2 separate regions of the Hordeum vulgare genome follow, and region 1 is linked to region 2. A link is a contact called in public Hi-C data. All regions are on one chromosome and are shown on one strand. The core of a region is the stretch at or near the end of the contact, and the rest is flanking DNA. Distances in the headings are between cores, read along the strand shown.

The links. A called contact is a pair of places that touch in the nucleus more often than the background predicts.
Region 1: a contact with region 2 is called in a Hi-C map of leaf, with 4 times the contacts expected there. The contact joins the enhancer-like site here to the promoter of LOC123444723 in region 2. A contact is called at or near these places in 3 of 6 Hi-C or Micro-C datasets (leaf and seedling) and 1 of 1 datasets of contacts at active chromatin or transcription factors (embryo).

The regions. Positions count from the first base shown.
Region 1 is chr3H:530,222,618-530,227,928 of MorexV3_pseudomolecules_assembly, forward strand. No RefSeq gene overlaps it. Among protein-coding and RNA genes, the nearest start is that of LOC123444724, 65 kb to the right of the region's middle. Within about 2 kb of position 1,929, at least 2 of the 3 cell types and tissues checked have open chromatin away from gene starts, as enhancers often do. A contact at or near this core is called in leaf, where this site is marked.
Region 2 is chr3H:530,015,273-530,020,461 of MorexV3_pseudomolecules_assembly, forward strand. LOC123444723 (probable LRR receptor-like serine/threonine-protein kinase IRK) reads right to left here and starts at 3,896. Exons shown (of 2, transcript XM_045121542.1): 1 at 2,411-3,896; 2 at 97-1,895. The coding sequence starts at 3,801. The coding sequence ends at 434.

The sequences.
Region 1 (5,311 bases), core at 679-3,178, 210 kb after region 2:
CTTGAAAACTACTCCACTCATGTTTTTACGATGCATCTCGTGAATGGTCTCATGTAGGATCACTACTCCATCGAGTATATTTCTTCCTTGCATGAAAACAATTTGAGTTGGTCGAATGACATGTTCTGCAACCGTGTTGAGTCGATTAGTGGCCACTTTGGTGAAAATCTTGAAGCTGACATTGAGACATATGGGTCGGAATTGTTGAATCCGCTCTGCCTCCTTAATTTTCGGCAACAACACGATCTCGCCAAAATTAAGCCTAAACATCTCAAGTTGGCTGGCATGAAGACAATTGAACAATTCCACGAGGTCGGTCTTGATAACAAACCGGAAATTTTGATAGAATTCTGCAGGGAAACCATCAGGGCCTGGAGCTTTGTTATGTTCCATTTGGAACACCGCAGCTTTGACCTCCTCCTCCGAGAAAGGTGTCGTGAGGATATTGTTCTCTTCTGCCGAGACTTGTGGAATATCATCTGTTCGGGTCTCATCGAAGATAAGATTCCCTTCTTCTGGTGCCCCGAACCGAGACTATTTAGCGATATAACTTTTAAGCTCGGTTTGACTTTCGATCCGTCCCTCATCTTGTTGGAGAGAGAAAATACACTTCTTTCTATGTCACCAACCAATTGAAAGTATCGTGTATTATCATCTCCCTTCAAAATGAAGTCGGCTTTGGATCGTTGGTAATATTTGATCTCCTCTTCTCCCAAAAGGCTTGCAATCTTCTCATTGGATTGATTTTTTTGTTCAATCTCTTGTTGCGACAAAATGCAAGTCTCAGCGATTTTGTCAAGGTCATCAATGATGGTGGAGAGACGTTGTTTTTCTTTTTTGTATAAACCATTGGTGTGCTTTGTCCATCCAGAGAGCCTACTGTCGTGTGGCCTTTATTTTCAAGTTCCATCTCTCAAGAAATTTCAACACTCAGAAGCCTCTGCCACGAGAGGGTCAAGCACCTTGTCCCCGTCACAAGACAGTAAAACTAAACATCTATTTCCTCTGTCCTAAAATAAGTAACGCAAATTTAGTATCAAGTTAGTATAAAATTTGTACTAAAGCAGCTACACTTATTTTAGGACGGAGGGAGTAGTAAAATGTCACTACTAGTACGTACGAGCGTCAGCCTAGCATCTTTCCAATTCATACTGCGGAATTAGTGTTAGGTAGTGCATTTGACTATTGTGAAGATGATTTCAAACAGCCTGAATAGGCAGTGAACTACAAGCCAAATGACAATGAGCATGTAGAATAATAACTGAACTAACAACTGTACATTCTATTGTTTAGTGAAGAAAGAACATGCTGGACACAAGAACACTACCTGCTACGTATAATACAGACAGGACCATCCCCTTTATCTCAGATTCTCTAAAATATTCCACAGCTAGTACGTACCTTCCAATGGTCGGTAAAATCATGCAGCAGTAGTGAAAAATGTCAGACAAAGAAAAACGAAATTCCTGGCAAACCGAGATGCATGTAGATCGTCCTGGAGCAATCGATGGTCAAAGAATTATCGTTGCACAAAGACCATGGCAGGTGATATTTACAGACGCACAAACATGATGAAAGGAGAACACGCCTGTCTTCTTGTTTACGCAAAGAGGAACAACACACTTGCTAGATAACACTGGCAATGCACAAACCTATTTCATGCCAACAAATACTCCCTCCGTTCGAAATTATTTATCGCAAAAATAATAAAAATGAATGTGTTTAGAGTTAAAATACATCTAGATACATCCATTTCTCAAACAAGTATTTCCAGACGAAAGGAGTGCCCATTTATTTTCTTTTCGAAACTGCCGGGAACAGATCTTGACTCGCATGAAATTAGCAAAAAGCCCAGCGGCAAGACGATAGCCGATAGGGGCCGGAAGGAATCATGCAAAGGGGAAACAGACATAAAGGAAAAAGGGGAAAGGAATGTGTGGACCTGTCCTGACCAACACAGTAGGAGGGCCAGCATTGTTTCACCTCACCTCACGTATCATCATACAGGCTCTCAAAGGCTTTATCGAGCACATGGGGATCGATCGGGGAACACATCCGCAACGCAGAATCATAAAAGTAATAACCTGAAAGAAAAAAAACAGTAGTGAATTCCACGCCGTGATGATGTGCTCCATAGGGTCAAAGTCCAACCACTGATGAGAGATCTGATACTGCGCTTGTACGTAGCTAAGCATAGGAGTTTAGGCTAATTGCTGCGATCAGACAGTTTAGCGAGGAACAGACCTGTCAGTATCAATAAGAAAACTCAATGCAACTATGCAAGACACAGAAAGTGTACTTGTGATGCCTCAAGGAGAGGATCATGAACCTTGCCATCTGGAGTTTAGAAGCTCATCAAAGATGAAGATTGTTTCGCAAAACTTGAACTGCTTTGGCACAAAGCAACTACTCTGTTCCTGAAAAAAATCACTCTGGAGTCTGGAGTATTAACCAGTTGTGATTAAGAAACATCTTTAACTGTATCTGTTTGAGGCAAGGTTAATAGTGTCGTGTACTATCACAGAGACCATATGATAACAGGAGCATATAGAAACTTCCAAGATACTGTATCATTTCACACTGCCAAGCCCCTACTGTGTCCCCTGATGGCAGGATCTCTGTGCAGAGTATTACCGCAACTTTATCACCCCAATCTATATCCCGACCACCATTGTTGTTATTCAGATGTCGCAGAAAAAACATTTACTTACATTAAGTCCTGAGCTGGTCTCTTTCTTTTTGTCTTGTGATCTGGGTTCTGAATACCACTTCATCATCCCTGTAGCAATCAGATCTCCCATTTGCAACAGGTCCACACAGCCTCACCAGAAGCACAGCGAAAACATAGTCAGCATGTATTGGCTTGGCTCTGCACCGTGATCTGCTGAAATGTTGTTTCCAGTCTGAAAATTGTTGCTCAACGTGTAGGACATAGTATATTTATTGCTCAATGGTACCTTCACTTGGCAATGGACATTACAGAATCATTGGCAATAGCTGACGTGGTTTTAGTTCAAATTCAACTTAAAACCACGTCAGTTATTTCCGAATGGAGGTAATATTTTTGAGTGCAAAAGGGGAACAAGAATATTTCCCATGCTCGATATTCATCTCTCATCCAATATGCATTTTCTTTAACCGGGCATAACCCCCTTCCATTAACTGAATAACGGAAATACAACACTTCAGAAGCAGAATAAGGTGGAGACGGGAGAACGGAGAGCGAGTTCAACACATCACCGAAGAGAGTTCAACGCATCACCAGGAAACCCACTGCAGGTGCTCGTCATAGAAACACCCGCTGCAGGACGAAAACTCGACAACACCATCATCTATCCTACCAACAGTTTAGACACTCGCACAGGAGCAAAAGTGTGTATCACCCACGCAGGAGCAGACCAATCAGTACCAACTAAACAACCACCAAAAGAAGACAGGCTAAAAACGATGCATCGAGCAACCCAGAAGCTCAGGTAGCATCACCCTGCACAGCCGCACAGCTCCTCGTCATGTTCTTCGCGTTGTTCCTCAGCATTACGGCACCTCTCTTCAGATCTTCCCCATCACCATGCTTCAGCATTCCTGCCCGATATGCAAATTGCAGATAACGCTAGCAGTTTGTGGTGTCAATTCAGAATCATAAGAATGTATATCCTTGTAAGAAACATAGTTGATTTATAGATGTGAAACCATCCTTTGCTTCAGACATTTTTTTTTTTTTTGAAATGTTAGTTATCCTGCATTCATTAAGAAGAAAAGATTTGTTCAATTAATTTAGAAAAATCGAGCGAAAACCAAGTTGTCCAATTCATTTATTAAGAACCGGGCGAAAACTATCACAACCGCTGGACGACACGTAGAAAAAATCTCGCTCACACCATTCCAAAAAGGATCTTGTCAAGACAGCACGCAGGCGTCATCGCTCCTCCCCTAGAGGTGTCACCGCCATCCCTAAACTCTGAGCAACGACTCTAACTTCATCATAGGCGATCGTCAATTCAACTCACACTCAAGGGGTCATGCGAAAAGGCATGAAGGCCCACGCCAAATCCAGCCACCAGTGACCAGACAGAGTAAACAACAGTAGTATCTCCCGAGCCGCTCCGGAGGCCCCCTCACCCCTGAACCCTAGTCTACACCCAAGCCGCGATCTCTTGCTGCCGCTGCTGTCGGCGACTGCGGCGGCAGCCGTCCCATCCACTCGACGGTGGGCACAAGGTGCTCTCGGCGGTGCTTCATGGAAGGAGGTGGAGCGCAGGTGTAGGTCAAGGGCGGCGCCGTCAGCCGGTCAAGGCCTGGTGTCCTTTATCGGGAGATGGGTGAGGAGACGGCGGCGCGGGGACCTCCTATACGACGCATTTTGCGTCGTATAAGAACCCGACGCAGAGGGGACTCGCTAACTAGGCCGGCCCACACGGTGAGAGGTGAAAAATGGTGAACGCGGAAAAGTAGAGTTGGTGGGATTCAAACCTGCCACCATCCCACTCATTTGTGCTAGTGCTGCTAGCCAGAGCGACTTCCCAGTTGTACTGATGTAAGTACAACATGATACTAGAAGACCTAAATACAACCGCAAAACATAACACTTGAAAACAAACATGAAAAGATTTCCAAAAAATGAAGCAAAAACTTGTACTTCCCAACAGTCTTGACAAACATAACAAATTTTCCAAATTTATGAATAGATTTTAATTTTTCACAAAAAATAGAAATCCCGAAGATTTTTTGAATTTAGAGAACAAAATTTGAACATGGTTTTTTATTCAAATCGCAAATATTTATGAATTTAGAGAACAACATTTTTAAATCAAAAACAAAATTTGATCATGGGAACAAAAAATGAAAAATTCTGAACATTTTTTAATTTATATATTTTTCTTTAAAATCGAGATCAACAATTTAACATGGGAATTAAAAAACCAAAACCAATTTTTTTTTTAATTTAGAGAACAAAATTTTGAGATTAAGAATAAATCTTGAAATCCAGAACATTTTTTCAATTCTAGAGAACAAAATTGAACAGGATTTTTTTATTAAAATCCCGAATATTTTTGAATTAAAAGAACAAATTTGTGAATTCAAGAACAAAAATTAAACCTGGTAACAAAAAAATAAAAATGTCGAATGTTTTTAAATTTGATATATTTCTTTAAAAACAAGACCAACAATTTAACATGGGGACAAAAAAAATCAAAATAGAAGATATTTTCAGAATTTATAGAAGAAAATTCGAAGTAAAGAGCAATTTGAAAATCCCAAAACAATTTTGGAAATGCGAACAATTTTTAGATACCTAAAAATGGAAACATTT
Region 2 (5,189 bases), core at 2,646-5,145:
CAAAAGGCGAACAAAATCATCGTCCGATTGGATCGACCCGTTCGAGTTGCCCTAAAATGACCACACATCGTAGAGCAAAAGACGCAGAGCAACATGTTTATGTAAATCAAAGTCACATTTATCAGCACAACTAGCTAAGAACACCATCAGATATCAGTCGTTTCAGGGGTGCCGAGATGTCGACCGACCGGCAATAGCCACGCGAGCAGGGAGAAGCTACAGTTTCATCCAAGGAATGAACCAAAGAATTGCAGAGAAGCAACAAAACAGCACTGCCAACCCCCTAACTTTTTAGAACCAAACTAGAAACTACTACAAGCATTCCACAACGCATCACCACCCCTCGCTCCCTCCCTTCTTCCCAACCGGGCATCATATATGCATCTAGTAGAAAAACAAAACCTCAGGCACACACAGAGTTCCAAAAGAGACCTCAGACCATCTCATCCCCTGGACTGTCCTGAGGGCTCCTCACCACCTCGAGTATACTCAACACCTCGCCCATGTCCGGCCGGTTTGACGGCACCTGCGAGGTGCAAACGAGGCCCAGCTTGATGATCGGAATGGCCTCCTCCATCACGAACTCGCCGCATAGCCTCGGATCCATGCAGTCCTCCAGCCTGCCTTCCTCCAGCGCGCTTCTCACCAGATCACATAGCACGACCACGTCATCTTCCAAGTACTCAACGGGCCTCCTGCCTGTCAAGATCTCCAATGCAAGCACACCAAAGCCATAGACGTCGCACTTCTCGGTGATCTTCACCGTCTTGCATGCGAATTCTGGCGCCATGTACCCAAGTGCACTCTGGATCTTGCTGCTCAGCACATACCGGTCCAGCATCGGGAGTAGGCTTGCAAGGCCATAGTCACCGACCCTGGGCTCACCATTGCTGTCCAGCAGCACATTGCTTGACTTGAGGTTGTAATGGACGACCCCATGCTGGTGGAGGTGCATCAGACCCCTGGCAACACCGATGATAATGTCAAACCTCTCCATCCAGGAAAGCGAGTTCTCTTCCGTGCAGTCATGCAGGTGCTTGTGCAGATTTCCTCCAGGGAGGTAATCGTAGATGAGCAGCTGCAGCGATGAAGTCCAGTAAAAGCCTCTCAGTGTGACGATATTGTGGTGCCGCATCTTGCTAAGCACCTTGACCTGTCGCTCAAAGTCATCTTTAGACTTGACCAAGCTAGACACAGTGAGCTTCTTGATGGCCACGGGCTGTCCATCTCTGAGCACTGTCTTGTAGACTGCACCAAAGCCTCCTCGCCCAAGCTCACAGTCCTTGTTCAACAAGGCATGCCCACCAGTGCTGAACTCGGGGCTGCCTTTACCAAACATGACAAGCTTGCCAGAGCTAGCATCATTCTCCGGGGATTGGCTTAGGTAATCGTCAGACAGTGCAACAGCAGGCTTTGGGTGGGAGGCGGCGGCACGGACACGACGGTTGAGCACAGTTACAGTGATCACTCCGATGGCAATGGCAGCGCCACCCGCGATGGCAATGAGGGTGGAGACGCTCAGTATGATTTTCTTGTGATGCTTGCTGCTAGGGGAGCTTGGTGAGGATTGTGACAAGGGGTTTGATGAGGAATTGGGGTTGAGTACAATCGGCTTCGGCATGACCGCACCGCAGGAATTGTTCTTCCGGGAGCTGCATAGGCCAGAATTGTCTGCTAGGAAGTAGTCAGGGATGTTGTCGAAGAAACGGCTGTTGGGGAGATTTCCTGATAGCAAGTTGTGGGAGACGTCAAAGACGTGCAAGCTGGGCAGATTAGATAGCTCCACTGGTAGGGTCCCATTCAGCTTGTTCTGGGAGAGATCAACAGCCTGAAGGCTGGTGAGGTTCCCCAGGGTGCTTGGAATCGGCCCTGTGATGTCGTTGTGCGACAAATCCCTGCATTACACGAGCATACTGTATCAATTAAAATGACTCCTAATATTCAGTCAGAATCAAGTAACTGGGTTCAGATTTGCTCGATACGTCGGCTTCATTTTTAGGGTATACTCATTAAGTCAGAATCAAGTAACAATAAGTTTAGATCTGTTTGATCAACTTGCAAGATTTTCTATCTGATTACAGTTTGCAAAGTTTGAAACAGACGCCCAGATTCCCACACATGCACATTTGACTTCAGTTTTAAGCGTATCCTAGAAAATGAACCGGGCACTGGATACGAGCAGGACAACATGACAGAGACCCACAATTTGCGGTTTAGGACTCCTAACACAAAACTCAAGAAATCGATGTCCTGTCATTTTCTACAACGTCTCTGGAACCTAGGAAACTGAAAGCAACCGAGGCATGCAGGGAAATACAAAAAACAAATAGACCTAGTCAACTTCACTAACAAGCAATCTGAATGGTGTCAAATTTAGTGCGGTAAAAAAATGAGCGAGAAATTCGCTTACAGTGCAACGAGGGAACTGCAGCTCCCAATCTGTGCCGGGATGCCGCCGGTGAGCGAATTGTTCCCCAGCCTCAGCACCCTGAGCGCCACCGCACCGCCAATCTCCGGTGGCACGCTTCCAGTTAACGTGTTAGCGCTCACGTCGAGCGCCTCCAGCAGCCTCATCGCACCAATGCCAGCAGGCAGCTGCCCCGATATGGAATTCGAGGACAGGTTCAGAAACTGCAACCCCGTGAAGGCAGTAATCTGCTCCGGGATCCCGCCCGAGAAAGCGTTGCTCGACAGGTCCAGCACATGCAACGCCAACGCGGCATCTCCGGGGACCTTGACCCACCCGCCGAGCTTGTTGCCGGCGACCGAGACGCGCTGAAGTGGCAGGCCGAACACCCACCAGGGGAGCTGGCCGGTCAGCGCGTTCCGGCTGAGATCAGCCTCCAGCAGGTTCTTACATTTCGCGATGTCCTCGGGGATGATGCCGGCGAAGCAATTGCCCGACAAGTCAAGCCGCTCCAGCGACCACATCTCCCCGATCCACGCGGGCACCTCGCCGGCGAGCGCATTGCTGCCGGCGCCAAGGAACCGTAGCGCGGTCAGCCTACGGAGAGAATCCGGCAAGCCGCCGGTGAAGAAGTTACGCCCGAGATCCAGCGATTTAAGAAGCGCCGCCTCTCCGACATCAGCCGGTATCTCCCCGGCGAAAAGGTTACGGCTCAAATCGAGCGCCCGCAGCGAGCTGCTCCGGGGGAACCCGCCGGGAACACTCCCCGACAGCGAATTCCCGGAGAGGTCCAGAGAGCGGAGCGAAGGCAGCGACCAGATACCGTCGGGTATGGGGCCAGCGAGGCGGTTGGAGGAGAGGTTGAGGGAGAGGAGCGAGGAGCAGGAGGCGACCGCGGGCGGGATGTAGCCGGAGAGGTCGTTGTGGGCGAGGGAGATGGAGCGGATGTCGTGGCATTGGGCGAAGAGGTCGGCGGGGACGGTGGCGGCGAGGCGGTTGGAGGAGAGGTCGAGGGAGCGGAGGCGGGGGAGGGAGGCGAGGAGGCCGGGGAGCACGGGGCCGGAGAGGTTGTTGCGGGGGAGGGAGAGGGAGAGGAGCGAGTCGAGGCGGAGGAGCGCGCGCGGGAGGCGGCCGGAGAGCGAGGCGGCGGGGAGGGAGAGCGAGGTGACGCGGCCCGCGCGCGCGTCGCAGCCGACGCCCGGCCAGGAGCAGGGGCGGTCGTCGTCCTCGGTCCACCGGGCGAGGCGGCCCAGCGGGTCGGCCACGCCCGTCTTGAAGACCACCAGCGCGAGCACGTCGTCGGTGAGCGCCGTGGTGGTGGTGGCCGTCGCCGCGGCCGCCGCGAGGAGGAGGAGGAACAGGAGCGGCGCGGGCGCGGAGGAGGAGGCGGCCATTGCGGCGGCCGGGGCGGGGAGGGGAGGAGGGGCGTGCGGGTGGTGGGATCACACCGGAGCTCTGTCCATTTGCGCGGAGCAGTTTTTGGTGCGGGCCGTCTGGGGAGGGGAGGGGAGGGGAGGGGGGTGGCGTGGTGCAGCGGGGAGGCTGTGAACTGTCACCTGTGGAGCAGGGGCAGTGGGGAGGACCCCTCCACCCTCCCCCTCCTTGCGGTATTAATGAGCTAGGACGAGTAGTAGAAACTATCAGGAATGGACAAAATGATTCGATTTATTAACTTTTCAGATTTGTTTCTCCTCCCTTTTTTTTTTGCAAATTTTAAAGATATTTTACAGGGAGAAAATGGCGCAATGTGGTCACCCCATTTCATTTACCAGGTGCATCACAGTCATTATTTGCTCAAGGAAAGAAAAACCACCCCTAATAACAGTATTACAGCAGATAAAATCGTCCTGTAGAAACCCAATCTTCTGGATTGATTGTCACCGACGGAAATTTAAGACATTTCCATTCACCCCTAGGTAACGCCAGAATTAATAACGCCATCACCGATATCACTATTATTATGACCCGATTTCACAACTTTGGATTGGGCCTCTGGCCGACGAATGTCTGCCAGATAATATTTTCTTTCTTTTTTTATCTTTGGTATGAACGGGCTACATTTTTACCTGTATAGCAAGGCTGGAGAATTTTTGGGTGACCAGACGAACGAAACCACTCTTCATTCCCTCCCGTGCGTGGGAACGCATTCACCAAAAAAAAAGGTTTATTAAGAGGTCCTGACGCGTGTCTGCGGAGGCTCTGAAGGTTGCTTGTATTGAATGCGGCCCCAACAACCTTCATTTATGTTTCAAAGAAGAAAAGAAAAGAAAAAACCTTCGTTTACACCGGCCGCTTTTGATCCGAATGGCAGCCGGCATTCATTGCGATCTGGAGCAGCGACGGAAAAGCGCAGGCACGAGCAGCACCGCACGGCAACCCAGGCGGTACAGCCACGCTGGCCCCGCCCGGTGAAGGGTGTGCAGTGCAACCTTTCAAATTTTCGGTGGAGTAGAATTCACCCGCCTTGCTTCCGTTTTCGTAGCGGCACGCCAGGGCTCCTCGTTTCAGTCCATTCCACTCCTTCCATCTGGGTTCATGGTCGCCCCGTTAATGGCGTTGCCAGGTTGGGTTGCCATGGCTTGTTTGTTTGATGCCATTGTTTAGTGCAAGGAGTAAGAGCAACTTCAATGGATCGATCGAAACGGATGATGAGCAACTTCAACGGATCGATCGAAACGGACGATGAATTTGTTCGTTTTTTGTCCGTTTGGACCGGTTGCCCGCCCGACATCCGTCATGTTTTAAATTTTGGTCGACAGTACGCCCAACGCGTCGATCCATT